Regions from separate parts of the Mus musculus genome. Here region 2 is linked to region 1. The links are chromatin contacts, called in public Micro-C maps. All regions are on one chromosome and are shown on one strand. Each heading gives the region's core, a stretch centred on a gene start, on an enhancer-like site or on the middle of the called end of the contact. The rest is flanking DNA. Distances are from core to core; before and after follow the strand shown. Region 1 holds the start of Slc6a17 (solute carrier family 6 (neurotransmitter transporter), member 17). Region 2 holds the start of Ampd2 (adenosine monophosphate deaminase 2).

Evidence for each region. A called contact is a pair of places that touch in the nucleus more often than the background predicts.
Region 2: a Micro-C map of embryonic stem cells shows a contact between it and region 1, with 5 times the contacts expected there. The contact joins the promoter of Ampd2 here to the promoter of Slc6a17 in region 1. A contact is called at or near these places in 1 of 39 promoter capture datasets (cranial neural crest), 1 of 484 Hi-C or Micro-C datasets (embryonic stem cells) and 1 of 115 datasets of contacts at active chromatin or transcription factors (large pre-B cells).

Annotation. Positions count from the first base shown.
Region 1 is chr3:107,515,331-107,520,278 of GRCm38.p6, reverse strand. Slc6a17 (solute carrier family 6 (neurotransmitter transporter), member 17) reads left to right here and starts at 2,261. Exons shown (of 12, transcript NM_001293689.1): 1 at 2,261-2,673.
Region 2 is chr3:108,083,579-108,088,032 of GRCm38.p6, reverse strand. Ampd2 (adenosine monophosphate deaminase 2) reads left to right here and starts at 1,367. Exons shown (of 18, transcript NM_028779.5): 1 at 1,367-1,815. The coding sequence starts at 1,806. It overlaps Gm12500 (predicted gene 12500), which reads right to left and starts at 2,057. Exons shown (of 1, transcript NM_001358018.1): 1 at 22-2,057. The coding sequence starts at 1,807. The coding sequence ends at 1,190. It also overlaps a transcript of Gnat2 not described here.

The sequences.
Region 1 (4,948 bases), core at 1,012-3,511:
GAGAGTCTAGCATGTTTAAGGTTGACTCAGGCTGTCAAGAAGCTGTGGGCCATGGGACCCAGGGGCTAAGAAGGGCTTGGATTCTGACAGCAGGGAAGGCTCCCCTGCTCTCCCAGGGATGGGAGGGAGGAAAGGAGTGTAGCTGCTCTGAGGACCAAGGCGGTTTCTGAAAGACCAGGGAGGCAATGGGTAGACACAGGATGGTTAAGAGAATAGAAACTTGAGGAGGCCTTAATTGAGGAGAGGAATTGATGGCTCATAAAGCCACATAGAGGCACTGGGAATCAAGAAGCCCACCCAAGGCTGGCGACCGAGAAGGTAGAGGGAGATGGTGACTTCACGCTCCCCCCTCCGCACCCCCCCCCACCGAGAACTTTGCATGAAGAAACCAGGTATTGAGCCTATTCAGGATTAAGGTTGTCAGCAAGTGGCTATGATGAGACAAGGGACTTCTATCTGATATATATACTTACCTTCTTCCCCAAATTTCTTCTTCCTAGGTGTTTTGTTTTTGTTTTTGTTTTTTTGTTTAGTTTAGTGACAATACAGTCACCCAATAATTGCCATTTATCAAGCACATGTGACATCAAATAATTTAAAATAATCATCTTATGTGATCATAACAGCAACTGTATAGGATTGCATTTTCTTACAGTATGCACCGTTAGGCTCATTAGGTTATAAATCCTACTCAGGGTATGTAAGTGATGACAATCTAGATTAAAAAAACTTAGGCTCACTGGGCTCAAAAGTTCTTTGCAATCATTACACAAACTCTAAAACTCCTTTCCTTAAAACCACCTTTATCTGAGGTTCTCCTTCCTCTCGCCCCCTCTCTGCATCTCAGTTGTCTCACTGGGTTTGTTCACCTCCTCCACACCTCTTACATTACTCACTTCTTCCTTCGGTGTACCTCCATCCTGCTGATTTCCTGGTTAAGTCCACCAGAACATATGTTCTGTGAGGGCAGGGATCATGATGGGTCTTCCCTGTAACATCCATAGGACTGCAACAGTGCTCAGCAAACAATAGACTTGCTAAATACTTGTTAACTAAAAGAACCATCTATTGGCAGAGATCATTCTCAATGGGTATCTTTCATGTCCAGATGTCTCACGGGCCAAGGAACTGATGTTTTTTTTTTGTTCCAGTAAGGACTGGAGGATCTTTGCACAGTAAACTGGTGGATCTTTGCATAGCGATCTGCTTCAGAGAACAGAGAAGGTGGAGGGAAGTGTTGTTTGCTGTTCATTATGATAAAAATTCTGTAGGGGCAAATCACCTGTGAGTTTTCTTAGAGTCCACTATAAAACATTTAGGCTTCCCTAAACTTGAAGCCCTCCCACAGGACTTGAGAAACTGATCCGAATCTGAATCATTTCACTTGCAATACATGTGCTTTGTTTCTGGCCCCTGGGCTTCTGTGTCTTCAGTCATCATCCATAAATCGGTGGCCAGCCAGCTAGTTAGACTGAAGTACAGACTATCCCAGTACTTGCTTCTGGTCTCCATCATGATCTCACTTCCTCCACCCCTTCCAAACAGGTACTTGTTTGGAAATACCAAAGGTCCTCTAGAGCAGAGACAATTATTTCAGACTCCCGAACAGCACTTCTAGCCAGACAGGCCCTGTCACTTTTTGTCATTCGCCAGCTGTTTCTGCTCAGGCAACCACTTGTATGCACATAGTCTACACTTTTGCATTCACCCTGAGCAAATAAATACATTCCCTCCACAATGGCTGCCTTTCCTCATTTTGTCTACGTATCCCTTGGGGCCAGCATCCTTCAACACCTGTTTGGTACCCAGTCACAATTTCCCTCTCTCTTACTGCCCTCACTAGACTCATCTGTCAGGTTTTTGAGTTGTGTAGAGGTTGGCCTTGTGGGGTGATAGGATGGAAGAATGCCAGGGGGAAGGGGCAGCCAAAGGTGGGAATCGAGGCACCATCCACGTAGAGATGGAAAGAATAACCACTGAGTGGGACTGGAATCCTGAGAGGGTCAAAAGAAGGTGAGTCTGTAATGACAGGTGAGGTCCTCGGCTCAGGAGGCCTTTGGCCATGGCAGTTTATTTTCCTGAGAGCAGATGCCTAAAGAGAGCCTTCGGATCTCAAGAGGCTTCTTTCGGCAACCCCTCTCCTGCTCCCTACCCACCACTCTGTTTGGGTCCGCCATCAGAGCCTCGCACGCAGCCGGGGAGCCTCGCATTGACGCGGGCCCGCGCGTGAGTCAAGCCTGCGTCACGGCGCCCCGCCGCCAGGGTGGCCTTTCGGAAAGCGAGGGAACAGCGCGCGCCGCGCTCCGCCCAGCTCCGTTCCGCTCCGCAGAGCCGACGCGGACCGGGCACGGGGACGACGGCACTCGGCCGGGGCCTTCGCAGCCACGCGCTCCCTCCGCGGCGGGATCTGAGCCCCGGGGCGGCTCCCTAGAGCCCCGAGCGAGCGGAGGGCGGGAGCAGGGTTGGGACTCACGGCGACGGAGGGAGCGACAAGCCAGCTGAGTCGCGTGCGCCGGCGCGCGCAGCTCCAGGTCCCCCAGCCCCAGCTGGGGCCTGTCGCTGCCTGACTCCCCTTGCCCTCGGGAAGGACGGTGCACCCACGACCCGTCCGGGACCACGGCCACTCGGCGGAAATCCAGGGGCCGAGTCCGCGCGACGGCCCACGCGGGACAGGTGAGTCGCTGTTTGCTCCCCGAATGGCATCCCTGGGACAGCCACGGCAACTTTGCTTGCGCGGCCCCGCCTCAGCCTGAAAGGCCTGAAAGCGTGCAAGGCGGCGCTTTCTCTGGGTCCACACGACCTGCGCTGGCTCAGGGGCTCCTCCTGCCGCTCCAGCCATCGTTGCCTGGCGACGGAGGCCCGGGGCGGCGACGTTCTGGCGCGTCAAGGGTGCACGGCAGCTCCTGCACAGGTTGGACTTGAGCTTCAGCTTCTGGAGCTCAGGATGCCCCAGAACTCCGGAGGTAACAGGACAGCTGAAGAGGCGAGCACTAATGAAGAGCCAGCGAGGCCAGCTCGGTGGGTCCCTCCGCCTGGAGCGCGCCTAGGGCGCAGCCCCACGGGGAGGCTCCGGCGCTGCTGGAGACCCCAGCCTCAGACACTCGGCCACGGGCCCGTGACCTTGACGGTAACATTGGCTAGAGAAGCAGAACGTTCGCGCCCGAGATTTAATTCCCAGCCCTGGGGCTGCTCCTCAGTGAATTTGGGGCTAGAGTGGAAGAGCCCTTCCTCCCAGGAGGGAAGCACATCTGGGGACCGAAAGGCAGAGACAGGTGATGTGCACTGGGGGCCACAGTCTAGAGGGGCCAGCTGTCTGGAGAGAGGCCTCCGCCACATTTAAACCTGTGCAGACAGGGCTCTGAAGGGATGTTCGCAGTACGTCAGGACTGCTCCCCTAGGGGCGCGGCCGCCTGAGAAGGAAGCCTGATGCTTCATCCTCTTTAAAAGCCCAAACAGCTCTATCTTGTGTTCAAGTTCAATTTTGAGGCTACTCGGACCCAGTAGCAGTCAAGTGGGTTTTATTCTTTGAAAACTTCCCTCCCTCCCTCTCTTCACCCTCCCTCCCTCCTCCTTTCTCTCCCTCTGTCCTTTTCTCTTCCTCCTTAGAAATAGTTTAATGGGACATGTGAATTAGGAAATTTCTACTATGGGAGGCAGTTCAGTTGTGAACAAGAAGCAGGTTGGATTGGGTTGGGTTGAGTGGGGATGAAGAAGAAAGACTGTTATTGCCCTTTTAACAAAAAAACTGCCAGGGACTGAGAAAACCCTGCAATGGCTCCATAAAAAACGGTACCAAAACTTTAGTATCTATTTTGGTGGGCTATGTGGAGCTTAAACATCTTGCACCTCCCGCGGTTCTCACATTATACCATCTAGTAAGTTAGGTCCATCTCTTGGGAGAGAAGGACTTTCAGGTCACACCTGGTTGCCCTTGGCTGTGGACAAGGCCATCAGAGGTTTTAGCTCCTGTGTTCCCTTTTCCTCTAATGGAGCAGCTGTGGCTAAGTAGGTGGTTGAGTCGAATAGAGAATTTCTGCAGCTTAGCCTTTGGTGACTCAGTGCAGGAGGGGAATCGTGCCCACCAGCTCTGATTGGAGTTGGCTTAGCCTGAGTCACACAGAGTCGTGTGTCAGCTGTTTGTGAGTTCCTTGGAGTTCTTTAGCAGGACTCGTGAGCTGGAATGGCCTGAGCTTGCAGGTAGTGTAGGGGTAGCCAAGTCTTCAGAGTAGATCTCAGTCTGCCTGCTGTTAAGGAGGGCCTGTTGAACTCTGTCCCCATGGGGATGGTGAGTACCACCAGGCTGCAGAGGGGTCCCGTGCTTGTGGTCACAGTTTGGCCTAATGTTCCATCATGTGCCAACATGGTGACCTTGAGCAAGCCACTGCATCCTGGAACATCTGTTTTCAAAGTTGTTAAGGAGGATGCTCTTGGTACCATTTTTCTTACTTTGTGGCCAGTGCTAGACATGGCAGGTGCCACCCCGATGTTGGGTTCCCACCTCTTCCCTTATGGATCTCAGCCAGAGATGATCTCCCTCACCTCAGCTATGCTTCTGAGCATGGTGTGCGTGCGTGTGTGTGTGTGTGTGTGTGTGTGTGTGTGTGTGTGTGTGTGTAAGACTCTGTATGACTGAACCCACAACTCAACTTCAAATGGAGCCAACTCCAACTCTCAGGTCTCCTCTGGAAGGGGAAGCTGGAACAAGAAGCAGGCTTGTGTGAGGTGAGCAGTGTGAGCATTTACAATAGCTCCTGGATGACTCCAGCAGAGAGACCTTGACTCACTGGTATTATTTATGACTGTGGCCTGTTCCCAGGCTGGTGTACCTGCTGAGTAGACTTCAGGGGTTCTTTCTCTTTGTTTGGAGATGTCTTGCCATCTCCCTACCTACATGTCTTATCTAGAGCAGAGTTAGAAGCTTCAAAAGAAAGGCTCAGCAGAACTGAGG
Region 2 (4,454 bases), core at 118-2,617, 570 kb before region 1:
ACTGAGTCAAAACAGTGCAACTTATAGCGATACTTGATTTTATTTTGCCAAACGGTTCTTAGATTATATTAGTATTTACAGCCACATAATGCGTGCCCCAGCTCAGTACACCATCACCTGTATCCGATGCTTTTAGTGGTTCCTGTTTTGATATTTAAACGTAACGGTGTAAGAATAAGGTTCTCCTTGTTCTATTTTAGTCTGATTCTCTGTGAGCTGGATTCCCATAACCCACTGGTCTCCCAAGTTTATGGAGGCCACCTGTAGGGTTTTTTAAAAATTTGTATTTTCATCGTTTTTCTGCAATTCTGGGGTTTGCTTTCGCATGTAAGGCAGAGGGATACTGCCCCTGAGCTGACACCCCCAGCCTAAGGCAATAGTTTTTAAAGTTTGTTTTAGTATAGCGGATAGGAGACTCCCTAGAGGCCACATCAGATGCAGATAGAGATGGGGGATCAGGACTCAGAGTTCCAGTTGGGGAGAGGAGGGACTGAAAGCAGCTGGAGAGACTTCAGAGCAGCTGGGTGAGGGGGCAAAGACTCCCCCAGGGGAGAGGCGAGGGAAGGGACCAACTGCTGCTGATAAAGGGGAGGACTTTCCTTTTCAGGGTTCCTGTAGGTACAGGCTGCCCCTGGGAGGCAGGAATCCTTGTTTGAGAGGGTGTCTGTGGCCCTATTCAAACAGCCCAATTTCTCATAACCCACAAGGAGAAATCAGTGAGCTGGCCATAGTGATCCCAGGCCAAAGAAATCTTCCAGGAACACTGATTGGGAAGTAACTTACAGGCCAGGCACAAGTCTAAGCACTTATAATTATCTCCTTTATCTTCATCAGAGCGGGTGTAAGAGCCAAAGTTAACCAGTAAAACCCAGAGAGAAGTTCACCATCAGTCAGAAAGTAGGTGGAGATGTCTGAATTTGAACCTAGGCATTCTGGCTAGTCTAACGTCAACATAGAAATTAATGTGGGATGGTGAACCGGCTTTGAAGGGCACATCCTGCCTACCAATGACTGATAGAAGGAAATAGATTCAGGTGGGAATGCGGAGAATTCAAGGGCAGGGCTTCTGCTTGAAATGGATTCTGGGACCCTAATAATAGCTACCTGACTTTGTGCCAGACATTGTGCAAAGGGGATTTACCTTCAGTCCTCAGTAACTCCTTTCTTTGGATGGGGTGTTTCCATTGCCTCATCCCATCTTACTGATGAGGAAACTGACGCACAGAAATCGCCCAAGACCAAAGGGCCAAGCCAAGGCCAACCCTGGTCCGGAGGCTGCCCACGTGGCGTAAGGGAACTGGGAAAATGGTTGGGGCGTGGCCAGGAGGCCAAGAGGCGTGGCCGAACGGGGCGTGGCCGCGGACTTGGCGGGGCCTGGGGTACGCGAGATTGGCGCGCAGCCCGGAAGGTTTCGGCGGGGTCGCACCTGTTGCGTGACTCCCCCGTAGCCCGGCCACAGGAGCCGGATCCCTAATTGATTCCCAGAAAGTGGTGAAAGAACCCTAGGCGAATTCCGGGTCCGGTTTTCTGGGGAGCACGTGGCCTGTTTCCTCTTGAGTGCAGGCTTGGGGTCGCGACTCCGGGGTCTCCTGAGGTCAGTCTGGCCGCTGAAGTCGGCGGGAGTCCGCCCCCCGGCCAGCTGGCCATTTTGAAAACCTTGCCTTCCTTCCCGCTTCTCAGTGCGGGTGCAGGGGCCAGTGGCGCGACTTCGCCCCGGTGGGGGCCCTCTCCCCTCTTCAGCCCGGCTCCCTCGCTGTGCAGACTTTCGTAGGCTGCCTTCCTGGTCCACGCGGGACTTGGGCAGCATGGCCTCAGGTAAGTGTGTGGCGCGTGTGTGGTTGATAAAGGGACTCCAAGGCAGAGGTGCCTGGGTCGGGTGATAAGTGGGTGGGGGGTCTTGGCAATGCCTGCAAGACCTAGGGGACGTGAACGGCTCCTAGAAGGGTCCAAGGAAGCAGATCTTGAGTGTACAGGCAGAGCGACAGGTCAGAGTAGGCTGGGGTCTTTCCCATCGACCTCAGACAAGACCCAGCCTCCTACTCTTCCTGTCTTCCTAGGAGACAGCTTCTGCCGGTCAGTGGAATTTTCCCAAGACAGGCCCCTCCCTCCTGGGCTCGAATTCTCAGTTCTGCCTCCTCCCGGAGCTGGGCTGTCCCTAGAGCAGGGGTCAGATGGAGAAGAAAAGAGGGGGGCTCTGCCCCAGAGGCTCTGGGTTTTCATGAGTACCGTTGTTCCTTCCCTGGAGGAAATGGGTTTTGAGGTTGGAGCTCAGGCGGTATTCTTGCCTATTATTTTTCTCTCTGGCTGGCTGGACCAGCCTAGCCTGGACTTTGGCTTCTTTGCCTTGGAGCCTTGGCAAGGGATGAGGGTTCCCGAGGTGGGGTGAGGGTAGTAAAGAGCTTAGAGCTGGTGCTGCTCCATCTGTTTTCTCTGCATCCCGACCCCGGCCCTAGCCACCATCAGACAGGGCACTCTAAAGACTGGAGTGGGAAGAGAGGGATAAGGGGCAGGATGGAGGCCCCACTCCCCGAGGTTGCCTAGACAACATCAGAAATCGTGGCCAGAGCCTCTTCCGCCTGCGGGGCGCTGCTTCCTGCATCAGTCACTCCCGCTGGGGGCGGGGCGGAGGAAGGGGTTGGATGTGGGAGAGCTTGGCCCCAGCCGGTGAGGTTCCTCCGCTGTCGCCTTGGCCCCAGCCATGGCATCCTATCCTGGCCCAGGCAAGTCCAAGGCCAAATATCCCTTTAAGAAGCGGGCCGGCCTGCAAGCTTCCGCTGCCGCTCCAGGTGAGAGTTCTTGGTTTCAGGCATGGGTTCCCCTCCTCTTGTCCAGGCCACTGAGTGCCTCCGATAAGGTCCCCTTCTGCAGCACCCTCTCTGCAATGATGCCTCTCGACCTCGGTTCCCCGGTTCCCCGGCTGACTGGCTGACTTGATGGCGCAGGGAGGGAGGTGGGAGGGGGTGCCTGAGGTTTCCATGTCAGGGGTGCTGCCCTCCGTAACAAGGAGTGGGTGTGGATGTGGGTGCCCACGAGATGTATATGCACACGTGTCAGCTTGTGCAGATGCTAAGACTGCGTGTGAAGTGTATGTGAATGGAGTGGGGAGGGTGTGGGACTGACTGCGGACTGGCTACTCTGATTGGTACCAGGCAGACTCAGGCTAGACTTGCCTTTACTTATTCTTTCCAAGACCCTAGATCTAGAACTCCCTCCCTGGTGAGTGGGGTGGTGAGGTCTGACATATGGGGTCATGCATTGCTAACACCTACACAACCAGATTGCTAACACCTATTGCCAGTGTCCTTCCTGTTGGCTTGTTCCAGGCCTGTGTTGTGAATTTCTTCAGGAGAGTGGGGAGCCCTTGAAATGGCTGGTGGGCTATGTACGCTGCATCCTTTGGACCTAAGTGGGCATCTCTGCACCATCTGCAGCTGGCCCTGTGGTCCATCCTGGTGAGGACTTAGCTACTAGAGTTTGTGCTTCCAGGGATGTGTCTTTAACTCTCAAGTCTAATGGCTAAAAGAAAGACATTTCGATGATTGATTGGGTGTTATCAACTCCTTATAGCTGCCTGTATTGACACCCTGACTAACCGCCTCTGGCCTATTCTTATCCTGCTGACTGTGCTTATCTAGGCTTTGTACTGTACTGAGATAGATTCTCTGTGCTCGCATCTGTCTTCTAGGTGTATGCCCTGGGACTAGCTCTGTGCTGGTTACTCTGTTGCTGAACCAGAGACCCTTAGGTGCTTATACCTTGAGAGCATCTTCTACTTGGGGTCAAGGCCTAGTGAGGCAGTCTTGAGTGAGTGAGTGAGGATGCTCCCAGTCAAAGGTGATTGACTAAGCACCAGAAATCCTGGAGCTGATGGAGTGGTCCCCTTTGGCTTTTGCCTGTATGTGTGGTACTGTAGATGCCAAGTTTTGGCACAGGGCCAGGGAGATGGATCCTGGCTTGGAGAGTGGAGGATAGCGCCTGTGCTTCTCCTCTGGTGAGTCCCTAGCAGTCGTTTACAGTCTTGTGGTATAGTAGGAGGATGGCTCTGGCTGCTGGTACCCTTCTTACTCACCTAGCTCGTCTGTGTAGTTCCAGGCCTATCTGATAGGAAAGGGTTTAAAATGAGGACTCTGTCTTCCTTTCTGCAGCCCTGTGGTCTGCCTTCAGGGACTCTAGAAGTGGTTGGTGGCTTGGTGTAGTGACACATACCTGTAATTAGCTATTTGGGAAGCTGAGGCGGGAGGATCATGAGCTCCAGGCATGCAGAGACACTTGGTAAGATCCTGGCTGGAAGTAAAAATAGAAAAGAATGAGGATATGGCCCAGTGGTAAGGACTTCCCTAGCTTACACAAGACCTCAGGTGTGGTCCCAGTAAAGCAAAAGACAGAAAACAAAGCCCCCAAGTGGTCTGGAGCTGAATTTAAGAAGGCTCTGGGTTCCTTTTTGTTTGGTTGTT